Regions from separate parts of the Mus musculus genome. Here region 2 is linked to region 1. A link is a contact called in public promoter capture Hi-C data. All regions are on one chromosome and are shown on one strand. Each heading gives the region's core, a stretch centred on a gene start, on an enhancer-like site or on the middle of the called end of the contact. The rest is flanking DNA. Distances are from core to core; before and after follow the strand shown.

Region 1 (2,807 bases), core at 185-2,684:
GCATGTGTTGCTGAGAAAAGGTCACAGGCTGGTCCCTAGCGATGTAATCTGCATATTTACAGGTAAACATTCCACAGTCACTCCCATTCAGTTGCAGAGGAATCTCCTCTGATGTCACACTGTACTGCTTCCACTCCAAAGGGTCCAGCTCAACGTTCCTGCGTGTCTTGCTCTCATTTTGTAAATATTGGAAGATGGTCTCACAGATAGACTTCCCTGTCTGCCCCATGGAATCGAGGTATACAATACTTCGTTTTCTTAAATCGATTACCACCAGGCTCCAGTGTACCCTCTGGTGAATAGGCACCAAGATGAGTTCTTTTTCAAAGAGATTGATGCCTCGAGTCCATCTTTTCACGGAACTGTAACCGCCATGCTTTAGCTTGGGGTAAAAGAAAGTGCTAAAGACATGCAGAGCCGGGTAGCCTTGGTTTTCATTTCTCTCAACCAGAAGGTTCATGTAGAAATTGATGACCTCATCATTGAGCCACTGACCGTTCTCCAGCGTCTGGATGTCTCCTCTGCTGATTTGCAACTTGAATCTGGAACTTAGGATTTCCTCTTGGGGTCCTGGACCCAATGCATTCTCAATTTCCTTCTCCATGTCCTCTGTAATATCAAGGATTTGATCCATTTCTCTGCCTTTTCCTCGGTCTGTAATAGGCTTTTTCTCTGCCGCAAGGACTGCCACCTTATTGGGGAATAAGCTATTGCCTTTGCCACTATCCAGGATGATCTGAGCCTGTGTTCCTGGTAAATCAGGCTCCAAGCTGTTCCCCCTTCTTCCTTCACCCTTTATACAATCTTTCTTCTCTGTAACACATTTCTCCTCAGAACAGCACTTCTCTCTCTCCTCTGGTGAAAGACATTCTTTTAGAGCAACAACAGTAGATGGTTCTCGATCGCTCTGAGTTCTTTCTGATCCACGACTGTCTTCTGACTCGCCCCCTTTGATCTTCCAGGTGTTTGTAAGGAACGGGTGAGGCCTGTGTGGGTCTGAACTCACATCTTGGTCGCACTGAAGGTGTTGAAGCAACCTTCCGTATTTTTCCTTTTGGGGGCTTTGTTCGTTTTCTTCCATGACGGAATAGGGCCGCTTGTGACCCTTGCCACCATCAGCAGGCTTCCTCCCAGTTACAACCTGCTCTGGAGATCCTTCGGTCAACTCTAGGGGTTCTAGTTGTTTTGGAGTCTTTCCCTGGGGTTTCCGTACCTGACCCTTGCTAGGATGTTCTCTCGGGAGCTCTTGATCTCGAGGCTCCTTGCCAGGCTCTTTAAATACCATCCCTGTTCCATCCTGGCATTTCCTTTTTGGTTCTTGTCCCAAAGGTTCAGACTCTATCTCTGTCACACTTTCATCGTGGTATTTTCTTTTTTGCCCTATTCCTGAAGCTTCAGGCTTCATCTCCAACCCAGGCTGTTTAGGTTGCCACATGGACAACTGCTTGGACTGCTTTTTAGAGGGTGTTCACTCCGGTATAGTACCAAGCGAAAGCAACCTTATACCTGGCTCTGGGTGGATACTCTTGGGTTGTTCACCCTGATGTCCGAAGAATCACTTCTTCCAGTAGATGGTTGGTCCAAGGTCGCAAACCTATGAGGCTCCTTTATAAACAGTTGACTTTGCAGGTCAGGGTCAGTCAAAGGATGGAGATAATTAAGCTGTCAATATCAGAGACCTATTGGTGAATAGTCAGAGGTCGGCAGTTCACCAGGGGTCCGCTCTGGAAAAGTCAGAGGAGTTCTGAGAATGCTTCCTCGGAAGTATCCTTCTTGGGTGCTGTAACCAGCTAAATATAGAAAACTTCCAAGTCAGACTAATCGTCCTAGTTAATCACTAGTGAGACAGCAGGCCTAAATCCAGCAGCCCACACTTCGGAGGCAACCTCACCAATGATGTTTAACTCACGGGGTTGCCCCTAGACACAGCCTTCAAGGTTCCATAGCTGGGTGTGATGTCACCTGAAAGAACAGTAAGCAAAGGTTTTGGAGGGTGGAAGCCCTCCCCAACCCCAACGTGGTCCAGGGTTTCAAAGCACTCCCTTGCCCGAGTGGGAAATGTGAATGTATTGATACATATCTCAGTTCTTCGGCAGAGTACAGGGTCACCTAAGTCCTCCCAGCATAGTCATAGTACTAGTCAGCTGGTCCTGACTAGTACATTTGTCTTTTAAAAAACTGTCCCATTAAGGTCAATTATAGAAATTTAAGTGCCCTTCTAAGTATCTTCTCACACAAAATATGCTTGCTAATTACAAAGAATAAATAGAATTTTACAGTCATAAAACGTAGTAGGTAGTATTTATTGTGTGACAAAACGTGTTTCTCCTCTGCATAAGCAATCCAGGACAGACCAAAGTGCCCATACCACCATCATACTTGATGAACCGATAAGTTTTATTGGGGTTACATATAGGAATATGGGTGAGGGGTTACTTACAGTAGCAGAAAAGACTCAAAAACAGCTGCATCGCCAAACCCTACCCAGCATGGGTGACAGCTCACAAAAGCTGGGAACTTGGAGAAACTGCACAACCTATAGACGACTCAAAGGACTGGAGAATGTCCTTTTCAGGTGGCTCAGTTGGTCTAAACTTCTTCCAGACAGCTGGTATGAGGGTGGCTCTTTTGAGAGTCTTCTTGGCAGTTCAGCTTCCTTTCATCTGAGAGGGACTCTCAGCTTTTATTGCTCTCTGGCAGAGAAGGAGCCTAATGAATTTGATCAGTTTCAGGGACCATCTTTAGATCTTTTGAGTTGCCTTCCTGCCTGATGAGCTTCCTTTCATAGCGAACGAAGGGTGGTATGG
Region 2 (2,813 bases), core at 76-2,575, 230 kb after region 1:
TGGTAGCAAGTAATCCCTGGCGTGTCTCAGTTTATAGCTACCTTTCTCAGATTCATGTCTTGGTTGTTTTAAGATACGTGTGTGCTGTTTTTCTCTCTCTTAAAAGGACTTGTGCCATGACAGATTTGTCTCCCACCCTGGTTTTTGATTACACTTTCATATCTCATAATCATAATTCCAGGGCCCTATTCCCATATAAAGAAACACTAACATTCTGATACTCTAGGGAGCACTTCAATGTATTTTAAGAGTATACAACTATGAAGGGAGCTGGAAAATATTATCAAGTGTGTGTGTGTCTGTATTAGTAAGGAAAGCATATAATTAATATTATATAGTACTGGATTTGAGAGATGTGTGGAAAAAGTGATAATTTGAAGTTTAACAAAAAGGATAACAAAACAAAATTAACAACAAACTTGAAATTAAAAAAAAAATCACACAGCAAAATTAATCACATACAAGTCTACAAACAGTCTAATAGAAAACTCCAAAGACTTAGGACATAAACTTAGTTCTTCTCTACACAGTTAGAATAGCCATCCTGATGAATAATTTCTTAATTTAGTTAGTGAATTCATTTCGCCTGGTAACTTAGTGGCTGGAGAGATGACTCAGCATTTAAGGACACTGACTGCTCTTGCAGAGGACCGGGATTCCATTAGTTGCCAGCACACACAAGTGGGCTAGCAACACCACAGGTAGTAACTCCAAGTGCAGAGGACTGTCTGGTCTTGGCAGGCACCTGCATTTAACATGTAATTTAAATCATCTGGTGACAACATATATATGAGATTTATGTTAGGTGAAGGTTGTATAAGGTTCAACTTATAATAACAGTTTTGTGACATTTGTTAATGTCTTATGAATGGAAAGCAGAACAAAACTCAGGCGGTTTCCTGTTTTCAGATAATCTATTTAAATTAACCCTCTTTGGAAGACTTTATCGTGTGAGCATATATTACATGGCACAAAATTGTATCCAAAGGGGGAAGACAAATCTACTATATCAGAGTCACAAATAACAGTTAGACTGGAAGACCGAATGGCACTCAAGCAATCACTCAGAAACAATCAGGACAACTCTAGCAGCAAATTCAAAGGACACAGGAGATGATTGTGTTTATATGGTGTGTGGTGTTTTTGCTCAGGAGTGTGGGAACATGCAAAAAACAACCGAAACTCTCCTTTCTCTAGAGTTGCATGCAGCTGGAGAGGCAAGGGTACCTCTCAGGGAACACAGAGGCAACAAACACTAGGTGTATCATTTCACTGCCTTTAAGCTGCGTTTCTTCTGAAGCTGGAAGACAGGATGCGGAGGACGAATCCACACATCCTGCCTTCTCTCCTCTGCGCTGCTGGTAGGTGAAGCACGGGGCTTGCAGAGCTGACATACTCTTCTCTGCCTCTCAGGATTCCTTATGTGTTTGTTCTTCCCTAGCGCTGAGCATGAGTGAAGAGAATTCACCCTGGCAGTATGGGAAGAAAAGACAAAAGGTCTCACTGAATGGAGACCAGAGACACATCAACTGCAGTGGCCTTGGCTAGAGTTAGAAAAACAAACTGAAAGGCAAGAGACGTCAGTTGGGGCAGAATTGAGGAGAGTCTAGGCAGAAGTAGGGAGTGTGGAGGCAGAGTCTGTTGTGGGACAAGCCAGAAACTCTGAAGGAGCAGCAAGTTTTATTTTGAGTCAGAGCTATTTGAGTCAGAGCTATTTGAGCCTTGATTTTTTTGGCAGCTCAAGTCAGCTCAGGTAACAGTGGAGGCTGAGCAACAGATCCATGACCAAGGCTGGAGGCTCCAAGTGCAATCTTTGCACCCAGGCTCTGCTGCTCCACTCAGTTGTTTTACTGCGCTGCTTCTGTGGATGCCTGATGGTGAGTAGAAGTGATCTGACACTGGAGCCTGGACAGAGGGACCAGCAAGGTGGAGCCTGATTCCTGCTTGGCCATAGTGGCCCCAATTAGAGCCCTTTCCCCCACGCCACAGATCTGTTTCTAGCATGCTTCTGGGCAACAGCCAGCCCTACCCTTTCCCCTCCCTGGCTACAGAGAGAAAACACAGAGGAAAAAACCACTCCTGTAGAATATGCAGGATCTAGAGGAAAGCAGGGCGTTATAGTGGGCTTGCTTCCTAGTCTACTCTACATGTGCCTAACCCTCCCCAACCTGCAGATCCACAACCTCTCCTGCTTTCCCTGCTGACTCAGCTCTTCCTTCCCTTCCCATTATTCAGCAGGACACACACACACACACACACACACACACACACACACTGCTACACATGCTGCCTTTTAAATTCTTTTCAATTGCTATGACTTACTGAGTGGGAGGATCACATTATGTACCCCAGGCTGGCTTTAAATCTGCACCAATCCCATATTCTGCTTCTTGATAGCTTTTATACATCAGCACTTGGTAAAGGTGACTAAAAGTCCTTCTGTGATAAATAGGGAATAAAGATGTAAGATCAGGAAGGGTGAGATGATATGAAATGCATGGAGAAATCATGACCTCGCTGGTGCTCTGTTGAACTCTCAGCAGCCCTGAGATCTTGCATGATCCTTGTACAAAAGCAGACCTGTCAATTATCTCTTCACAGATCCAGTGGGGCTTTTGAGGCTCTTCAATTCATGAGAATCTATCTGCATTAATTAATTAATTAATTAGTTAGTTAGTGGTCCAGAACCTGGTGAGACATTGTGTCACTGCAGTTGTCACTGGTAAGGAGCCCAATGTTTTTTGTTTGGTTGGTTGGTTGGTTTGGTTTGTTTTTGTTTTGTTTTGTTTTGTTTTGCTTTTTCTTTTTTCAAA

What was found. Promoter capture Hi-C pulls out the DNA fragments that hold promoters and counts their contacts.
Region 2: a promoter capture Hi-C map of macrophages shows a contact between it and region 1, with 5 read pairs. The contact joins the enhancer-like site here to the promoter of 4930444G20Rik in region 1. A contact is called at or near these places in 5 of 39 promoter capture datasets (the 3T3-L1 cell line, the C10 cell line, cranial neural crest and 2 more), 3 of 115 datasets of contacts at active chromatin or transcription factors (bone marrow-derived macrophages and embryonic stem cells) and 1 of 9 other capture datasets (embryonic tail).

The regions. Positions count from the first base shown.
Region 1 is chr10:22,066,645-22,069,451 of GRCm38.p6, forward strand. It overlaps 4930444G20Rik (RIKEN cDNA 4930444G20 gene), which reads right to left and starts at 1,435. Exons shown (of 1, transcript NM_053264.2): 1 at 1-1,435. The coding sequence starts at 1,435.
Region 2 is chr10:22,296,611-22,299,423 of GRCm38.p6, forward strand. All of the region lies in intron 1 of Gm26740 (a long non-coding RNA gene), which reads right to left. Among named protein-coding and RNA genes, the nearest start is that of Gm26740, 8.4 kb to the right of the region's middle. Within about 2 kb of position 1,326, at least 38 of the 459 cell types and tissues checked have an H3K27ac peak or open chromatin away from gene starts, as enhancers often do. A contact at or near this core is called in bone marrow-derived macrophages and macrophages, where this site is marked.